Linked DNA regions of Macaca mulatta: regions 2 and 3 are each linked to region 1. A link is a contact called in public Hi-C data. All regions are on one chromosome and are shown on one strand. The core of a region is the stretch at or near the end of the contact, and the rest is flanking DNA. Distances in the headings are between cores, read along the strand shown. Region 1 holds the start of FBXL14 (F-box and leucine rich repeat protein 14). Region 2 holds the start of WNK1 (WNK lysine deficient protein kinase 1). Region 3 holds the start of LOC144333011.

Region 1 (3,003 bases), core at 176-2,675:
AAGAGAATGGGCTGGAAGCCGGGAGGGGGCTGGAGGAGGGAGGAGAAAACGAGCCTGAGGCTTCTGTCACAGCCCCATCTCATCCGCTGCAATGATCTGTGCATAAGTGTGCGTGTGAGTGTGCGGGGGCGGTGGTGATGGGAGGATGAACAGGGCGGGACAAGGGGAGCTGGTGCTGCCGCCCTCACCTGACCTTCTCACTGTCCGTCATCTGCCAGAGTCCCAGGTTGAGTACCTTGAGGCAGGGCAGCTGCGTGATGCGCTCCAGGCCGCGCTTGGTGATTCGGGTGCAGCCGTACAGGTCTATGCCGGTGAGCTGGCTCAGGTGCTCAGCGATCAGCTCCAGGCCCTTGTCCGTGATGCGCACACACTGTCCAATGTTGAGCGTGCGCAGCCCGTGCATCTGCCGCACCATGCGGTTGATGCCATCATCACTGATGTGGCAGGAGCAGAGAGAGAGAGACTTGAGGCCATCCAGCCCTTGGGCTATGTAAGCCAGACTCTGGTCTCCCACCTTGTCACAGAACGACACATCCAGCCCCGAGAGGCGCAGGCTGCCCATGGCCAGATGCATGATGCCCGTGTCACTGATGTTGTCACAGGAGCGCAGGTTGAGGCTGCGCAGGCTGCCCATGTGCGACAGGTGCAGGAGGCCAGCGTCCGAGATGCCCCCACAGAAGCTGAGGTTGAGGAGCCTCAGGCCCGTCAGCCCTCGGGAGATGTGCTTTAGAGAAAGATCTGTGAGCTTCTGGCAGTCCTGTAGCGTGAGCTGCTCCAGGCCCAGGCAGCCCTCCGCAGCGCTGCGCGTCATGCCGGCCAGGTGCCCGATGCCGACATCCGAGAGGTGGCGGCAGCTGCGGAGGTTAAGGCTCTTGAGGCGCTGCAGACCCCAGGCGATGAGCAAAAGGCCAGTGTTGGTGATGTTGCTGCAACCCCCCAGCTCCAGCACCTCCAGGCCCTTCAGATACTGGGCTATGCGGCCCAGGCTGCTGTCAGTGATCTGCTTGCAGAGGCTCAGGTTGAGAGCGCGCAGGGAGCCGATCTCCTGCACAAACGCGTGGCCCAGCCCGTTGTCGGTGAGGTTGTAGCAGCCGCTGAGGTTGAGGCTCTCGATGTTGGCCATGCCCTGGATCACGTAGCTGAGGCTGCGGCGGAGGCTCAGGATCTGCACGCGGCGGATGCCCCGGGCCTGCAGGCTGGGGAACAGCGACGGGTTGGCCCGGCGCAGGTGCAGCTTGGCCTCCACCCCCCGCCACACCGACTTGTGGTAGGCGGCGTCCCGCCAGGCCGTGCACACCTGCGCCGCGCGCCCCTTGTCCCGGACGTCCAGGTAGCCGAAGATCATGGCCAGCAGCTCCGGGAACAAGCATGAGATGTGGGTCTCCATCTTCCTCCTCCCCCCTCCGCGGCGCTGGGGGGAGGAGGCGCGGGCCCCGCCGCTCCGGACTCGGGCAGGCGACGAGAGCGCTTCTCCCCAGCCGCCGCCGCTGCCGCCGCCTCGGGCCCAACGGCCGGCCCCTCCCCGCCTTCCGGCTCCGGCCGCCGCCGCCGCTCCTCCTCCTGGTCCGTCCGTCCTTCCTTCCTGCCGGCTGCGCCTCCGGCCCGGCCCTCCCCCGCCCCGGGCTCCGCGCGGCGCTCACATCCCGGGCGGGGAAGGCGCCTCGCTCTCGCTCCCGGAGGCCGGCCGCCGCCGCCTCGGCTCTACCCACGCCGCGCCCGGGCCGCGCCGCTCCGCCCGCGCCGCCGCGCCCACGCCCCCTGCCGCATCCTCCGCCTCCTGCCGCCGCCGCTGCTCCGCGGGCCGGCGGGCGGCGAGGGGGCCCCGGGGGCCGGGCGCACGGGCTCCGGGCGCGGAGGAGGCTTCCTGCTGCCTTTGTCTCTCACCCGCTTTTCAAACCTCCCAGCCCCGGGCCGCCCGCACTCCGCCGCGCAGGCGGGGGGACCAGGAGGCCAATCCCGGCTGGCGGCGCGCGTTCCTTCTCCCCCGCCGTCCGCGGCCACTTGGGAGCTGCCGGCCCCCGCACCGAGGACGCCGCGGCCGTCCGGCCGGAGCGCGGCTCGGCGCAGACCCCGGGCGAGCAGGCGGGCCGCGCGTTTGGTAGCGCCCGAGCCGGCTCCGGCTCCGCCGCCCTGCAGCGCGTCCCCTCCGCCGCTCCCGCTCCCCCGCGCCCGCGCAATGGTACGGGCCTGCGCTGCCGGAACTGTGGAGCCGTTGCCCTGGAAACCGAGTTCGGCCTGGTCCCGTGGCCCCTGGTTTTTAACCCTGTGGGCGCCGTGCGGGAGCAGCAGCTGTCAGCCGAGCGCCTCCCCACCCGGCTGCTTTTCACCCCGCAGCCCGTTATTGAGCCGTTCCCTCTCTGAGCCACGCCCCAGCCCCGTTCCTTCTTTTTCTTTGCTGTAGAAGTCTGCACAACCCCTTCCCACAGTTTACCCCTACATCCCTGACCCTTACTTCACACCCCTCTCCCTTGATTATCCCTGCGAGAGCCTCCTCCTATAGCAGTGCTCAATAATCATCACCCCAACTGTCCTATTCTTGCTGTCCCTAATGCCCTTTAACACATCTCATTATCACACCCCTGCTCCCCCGGTTGGAGCTGTTTCCTACGACTCCTTTCTCTCCAGTCTCGTGTCTTAAATTGTAGAGAAACTGGCCTTTACTCATCTTAAACAATGACCCCCTCCAGTCGGTGTTCTAGAAATTTCTAGAATTATCTGTACTTCCTTCTAGCATCTTCTGATGGTTTCCAGACATGCTGTGTGTGTTCCCCTCGGTACTTGATATATCAAAACTTCCCTCTCCTTCTGCAGGCTGTTGCACTACCAATACCCTCAGCCCACTTTGCTTAGAGGGGAACAGCCGTCCCTAAACCTTGTTTTAGGAGCTTTCTCCTTGTCATCAGCCTTAGACTATCAGTTGCATGGCTCAGTTGTACTGATAGTCAATATATTCGTATATGCTGAATCCGGTTTACTTTTTGATTAAAATGGAATGACAGTTGA
Region 2 (3,003 bases), core at 162-2,661, 900 kb before region 1:
TGAACTGCACGGCAAGAATTCTGCAGGTGGAGCTCATCCGAGAACTGTGCTAAGGAACCTCCTGCCGAGTTCCTCGCTGGCTGCTCGCTCGCAGCGTGGTCCTCTGCCCGGGACGCGCGCTTCCGAGCTGGTTCCGCAGCGGGCGCCCAAGAGAGGCGGCCGCGCCCGGACGCTCTGATGCGGTTGCGTACGTTTTCCGCGCTTCCCGCTCTCCACCGGTTGGACCGAGGCTTTTAAACTGCCATCTGCTCCCGAGTCCGGCCTCCTACTCCGTCTGGTGCCCCCTGGTGCTCGTCCCCTCCGCATCTTGAGGAGCTGCGAGGAGCACAGGGGTCCAGGGAGACAAGGATGCTTTCAAGAAAAACATGCCATGGCGGCGAGCCGCAGGGCTCCACGTTTCCCGGGCCCAGGGCCCTGGTAGACGTTGCATGTGGACACTGAGGAGCTCTGGAGAAAGAGGGGGTGTTGTTTCACGGAGCCACCCAGCAGAAGAAAGGTGGAAAATAAGTTTCAACCAACTACAAAGGCAGAAGTCAGCCCAGCCCCCCAAGTGTGGCCAAAGACCCGTAGATCCGTAGACCTTATCTTTTCTTGAATCCACCGCTCCCCCAACCCCGCTTTTATTATCTTTCAGGCAAAGCCAAGAGGGAGTTCACTAGGATCCCCGATTTCAGTCAGGCAGCCCTTTTTTGAGAGCCGGAATATCCGTGTCGGGCGGGAGCTGAGAATGTGGCCTTAATTGTTGAGGGGAGGAGGATGGAAGATAATCCTCCCTGTCTCCTCCTCCAATCCATTTAATCAATATTAATTTCATGCACCATCTTCACAAAGTTTCTTTTCCCCTCCTCCGACTCAGAACTCAGGCTCCGGTTATCCGGCTTTACCCTTCCCCTCCACCCCCACAGCCCTGCAGTCACTCAACACTACTGCGGCTCTCTCCATTAAAGATGAACAACAGATCATTTTTCATTGCATGGCAACCCTAAGAGCTCTCTCGCTTAGCAGAGCATGATGGGAGTCTTTCCATCTCCCCCCCACCTTCCTCTTTTTTTTTTTTCCCTTCCTTCCCTTCTTCCACAATTAATCCCTAAATAATGATTTTCCTAAGCTCGCGCGGACTTCAGGATGGGGTTGAGCGACCCGCGATGACGCTCCCATCAGCCTTTCAGAAGGGACGGTTTCTAAAGAAAACTACAACTCCCACGAGGCATCAGGCTACAGCAACCGCGAGGCATCACGGAAGTCGTAGGCACTTTTCTCCTAGGTCCCGTTCATCTCCTCCAACCCGTAAACTATAAGTCCCAAGGTGCCTCGGGGCTGGCACGCCTGCGCAAAACCCCGGAGCGAGGTGGGGGGTGGGGCTGCCCCGGGCGGCGGGGGGCGGGATCCGAGCGGGCTGTGTGGAGGCTTCAGACTCCCGGCGCCATTTAGCGCAGAGAGTTTCCCGGGCGGACGCGGCTCCTCTCTCGGCCCCTCCGCACCCCCGTCTTCGGTGACAGAAGGCGCCTGGTGGGGGTGACTGCTCTTTTCTCTCCCTGTTCCCCCTCACCCAGTCCTCTAGGTCTCCTCTCCTCTTGCCTCAGAGAAGCAGCGGAGCTCGGGCCCCGCGGTGAGCGGCCCTCCCCTCCCCGCCGTTCCCTCCGCCGTCAGCCCCCGGCACCGGCCCGGGAGGAGGCGGGTTCGCCAGGCCCGGGGCGGGCGGGGAGGCCTCGGGGAAGGGGGGGCCCGCTCCTCAGGCGCCGAGGCTCCGAGGCTCCGGCCCTTCGCCCCGGGGCGATGGGCGACCAGTGAGGCCGGTCCCCATCGCGGGGGGCGCGTGTGGGAGGCGGCGGCCGCCGAGTGACCGGAGCCGGGCCGCGGCCTTCCTCGCTCGCCTCGGCCCCTCCCACTCCCTGCCCCGGGGCTGCCACCGCCCGGGCGTCGGACCTGGTCCCGTGCTCGCGGCGCCGCCGCCCTCTGGGCCTAGCCCGCCCGGCTCGGCGAGCGGGGCAGTGGGAGCCGCGTCCGCCGCATCCGCCTCGACTCGGTGCCGGCCCCGGGCCCTCCCCTCATGACTGCGGCGCCTCCGCTGCCGCCGCCCGCCCGGCCGCCGCTCGCCGCAGGATGGATGCGGACCGTGCGGCGCTAACCCCCGCGGCTCCGCTCCCGACTCGCCCGCCTTCGAGCCCTCCTCGCGAGCCGCAGCAGTCTCGGTGCCAGCGGCCCGCCTCGCCCTCGCTGCGGCTGGTCAGTGCTGAGTGAGGCGTCTCCGGGTCGGCGCGAACCCGCCCGGCCGCGGTGCCCTGCAGACCTCCGCGCGGGCGGCTCGGCCCTCACGCCCTTTCCATCCGCGACTCCGAGCCCGCTCGCCTCTCGCCAGCGAACCGACCATGTCTGGCGGCGCCGCGGAGAAGCAGAGCAGCACTCCCGGCTCCCTGTTCCTCTCGCCGCCGGCTCCTGTCCCCAAGAATGGCTCCAGCTCCGATTCCTCCGTGGGGGAGAAACTGGGGGCCGCGGCCGCCGACGCCGGGACCGGCAGGACTGAGGAGTACCGGCGCCGCCGCCACACGATGGACAAGGACAGCCGCGGGGCGGCCGCGACCACCACCACCACCGAGCACCGCTTCTTCCGCCGGAGTGTCATCTGCGACTCCAATGCCACTGCGTTGGAGCTCCCCGGCCTCCCTCTTGCCCTCCCCCAGCCCGGCATCCCCGCGGTTGTCCCGCAGAGTGCCCCACCGGAGCCCCACCGGGAAGAGACCGTGGCCGCCACCGCCGCTTCTCAGGTAGCCCAGCAGCCTCCAGCCGCTGCCGCCCCTGGGGAACAGGCCGTCGCGGGCCCTGCCCCCTCGACTGTCCCCAGCAGTACCAGCAAAGACCGCCCAGTGTCCCAGCCTAGCCTTGTGGGGAGCAAAGAGGAGCCGCCGCCAGCGAGAAGTGGCAGCGGCGGCGGCAGCGCCAAGGAGCCGCAGGAGGAACGGAGCCAGCAGCAGGATGATATCGAAGAGCTGGAGACCAAGGCCG
Region 3 (3,003 bases), core at 230-2,729, 650 kb before region 1:
GGATAAATGCCTAGATATTGTATCTGAGACAGAGGGAGAGTTCTGTTCTTCCTCATATAGACCTTTATTTAGTCTCCCTGTTCTCAATCCTGCTTCTCACTCTCGCTCTGTCTTGTAGGTATCTCCAAATCTCGGTCTCCCTAAAGCAGTTCTGGGCTGACAGCCCCCCCTTCCTTTCTGCAGCACCCTCTACACCCATTCCACATTATGGTTTTCTTCATTTTATTTTGTCAGACCACACTTACTTTTCACATGTCGAATTGAAAAACAATTATCTTCCGATGCCCCCCTTCTCCTTTTCTATTTTGTATCATTTTTATTTATCATCATTTTATGGGGTCTCAGGAAGAAGAGGCAGTAAATACATGTGCTTGGGTACCTAGCTTTAACAAAAAATCCTAAATGTAGGTTTTAAAAAAGATCTCTGGAGCAGGGTAGGAAAATAATATTTGTTGCCAGTGTGGTGGCAAAAAATAAAAAATAAAAATCTGAATCTGTGTTAGGACAGTATTTCTGTGTATAACATCGCGCTCAGCAACTTAACTCTCCAGATCCACGTATTTTAAGGACACGATGTATCTCAGACACCGACTTCAAACCTCACTTTACAGTTAAGTAAGACCACAAGTAGAATGATTTGCCTGAGGCCACACAAGTAGACAGTGGGAGAATGAGAACAGAAAGATCTATTGACTCTCAGTTCAATTTTCTCTTACCTTACCACACTGCTAGGGAGTAACAAGATGGGCAGATCACGAGTCAGATGAGAAAAGTCAAAGGATGACTTTTCCTGGGTAAATAGCCAGATGTCCAAGAAATGAAATGCTGGTCTGGCAGCACATCGTCTAACAGTTGGTAGTCGTATGTGGGAAGTACTGAATGGAGAGATGACAGCAGGCCCAGGAACTGCAATCATCCAAGTGCATGTCGATCCTGGGAGGGAACAATTAAGAGTCCGGGCAGGATGAAAAACAGTAGAAACGGGTGAGTGAATGCATGTGAACGCAGAGAAGCGACTGGAATTTGTTAGTGGGATTATGAGGCAGTGGTTAATTACGGTGGCGGAGGTGAGTAGGAGTAAAATGATGGCTTTTAACTCCTTTTAAGGACACCGAGAATTATTTTAATAAACACTGGAAGGCTGGGAATAAATATAATTCACACCATTCTTACTTTCTTGATTTAGAGATAAGCTTATCTACATCCTTAAATTAATGGCCGTAGCTACCCTCTGCATGGTTCCAAAAAAAAAAAAAAACCAAAACCCAAACCGGCTGCGAGTCTGCACGAGAAAACCGGGTTGCTCCAGGCCCCAGCCGCCCGCCGACTCGCCTAGCTGTCGGAGGCCAAATACACAGCTCCCGAAGCCGCGTCGGGCACCGCGCAGGGTCGGAACCGGGACACTAATTTCCGCCCACGCTCCCCGCGTCCGGGCCGGATCACCACAGAACACGACGTCCATTGCTGGGGTCCTCGGCGATGCCCGTGTGCGCAGCCCCGCGAGTCTCAGGTCAGATGGCCGCTCATTTCGCGGCCACGTTCCGCCAAGCTAAGGGGCAAAAAACCAGCTTTGGTGGAACAAAGCGTGCCCCCAGCAGCCACGGTCGGTCCCCGCGCTGGTCCCGCGGCGCTGGGCGGCCCCGGGCGCGGGTAACGGGCCACGAGAAGAAGGGGGCGGGGCGCCACTTAGGTTCGGGAAGACGCGACGCGGCTCCTCGGGCTTCCAGCGTCCACTTCCTACGGCAAGCGGGAAGAGACAAGCGCCGCCCCGCGCTCGCGGAGCAGACCCCGGCTCTCCCCTCCCGGGCCGCAGGGGTCGTGTGTGTGAGTGGGTACGCGTGTGTGTACGCAGGGCTGCTCCGCGCCTCTCGTTCGGTTTCGGTGCTGATCGACCGCCGCGGCGCCGAATTTCCCCCGCTTCCCAGTTCCTCACCCGCGTGTCCCGGAAGGCGCCCGGAGGCCCCCCGGCCGCCGCGTCACGCTCCCGGGAGGCTGAGGGAAAGGGAGGCAGCCGGGCCGGGAGCCCGGGGAGGGGCGCTGCGCCCGCGGCGCGGCTGGGGGCGGGGCTAGGTGTCTCGCGCAGGGGGCGGGGCGCGGTGACGTCGCGGGCGCCCGGGCCGTGCTGTGGCGGCGGCGGCGGCGGTAGTGGCGGTGGCGGTGGCGGCGGTAGTGGCGGCGGCGGCGCCCGGGCGGCAGCAGCGGCAGCAGCAGCAGCGGCAGCCCTGAGAAGGGTGAGACGGGCGCGACGGCGGCGGCAGCGCGGAAGTCGCGCGGGACCCAGAGCTTCCCCCGTGTCGCTAGCGCTGAGGCTTTTGCCTTTCCTGCCCAGCTTCTTGCTCACGGCCCGGGCTGGGCTGGGCGACGCGCCCCCGGGGAGGGGCGGAGCTGTAGGTGAGGCTTCGCGACCCCCTCCCCCTCCGGGCCAGCCCGGGGGTGGGGAGGGGCGGGCCCCACCCAGACCACGGCGCCCACCCGCGGGCTCCACCCAGCCGGGCTCCGGGATTGGGCGGGAGCCGAGGCGGTGGATGTGGGGATCCTGGGGCGGGAGGTCGGGGACTGGGGTCTGGGGCTCTGGGCACTTGGGGAGCGGAGGGGGGGAGGCTTAGGACTAGTGAAGCTGCGGACCAGGTAGTGGGCAGACGGAGAAATTGGGGAGCCATGAGGTTGGGGTGCGGTCAGGGTGGATCTTTGGGTTAGGTGAGTGATGTAAAATGCTGAAGATGATTCTTTTCTTTTTGATGAAATGGTGAGATAAAAGATGAAGTGTTGTATTTCAAAAGGACGATGAGCCGTGCATGTTACCTTTGAGGCAGTCGGAGAACCTATTTTATTGCACTGGATCTGTCACGTTTCTACTTTAGAGTTCGATTCTTTTCCTTCTAGCGGGGTGGATGGGGGCTCGGAGAGGGAAGGTGCTTTGGCTCAGGTAAACTGAGTGTGGATGGATCTGAAAGTTTTACACCCAAGAAGAGGGAGATCTTCGGTTTAGACAACTTCGTTCTG

The links. Hi-C and Micro-C count contacts between places; a contact is called where the count stands out from the background.
Region 2: a Hi-C map of fetal cortex germinal zone shows a contact between it and region 1, with 5 times the contacts expected there. The contact joins the promoter of WNK1 here to the promoter of FBXL14 in region 1. A contact is called at or near these places in 2 of 14 Hi-C or Micro-C datasets (fetal cortex germinal zone and fetal cortical plate).
Region 3: a Hi-C map of fetal cortex germinal zone shows a contact between it and region 1, with 3 times the contacts expected there. The contact joins the promoter of LOC144333011 here to the promoter of FBXL14 in region 1. A contact is called at or near these places in 2 of 14 Hi-C or Micro-C datasets (fetal cortex germinal zone and fetal cortical plate).

Annotation. Positions count from the first base shown.
Region 1 is chr11:2,434,124-2,437,126 of T2T-MMU8v2.0, forward strand. FBXL14 (F-box and leucine rich repeat protein 14) reads right to left here and starts at 1,426. Exons shown (of 2, transcript NM_001260522.1): 1 at 194-1,426. The coding sequence starts at 1,387. All of the region lies in intron 1 of WNT5B (Wnt family member 5B), which reads left to right.
Region 2 is chr11:1,533,170-1,536,172 of T2T-MMU8v2.0, forward strand. WNK1 (WNK lysine deficient protein kinase 1) reads left to right here and starts at 1,412. Exons shown (of 28, transcript NM_001414862.1): 1 at 1,412-3,003. The coding sequence starts at 2,370.
Region 3 is chr11:1,783,040-1,786,042 of T2T-MMU8v2.0, forward strand. LOC144333011 reads left to right here and starts at 1,480. Exons shown (of 3, transcript XM_077954849.1): 1 at 1,480-1,510; 2 at 1,555-2,391. The coding sequence starts at 1,480.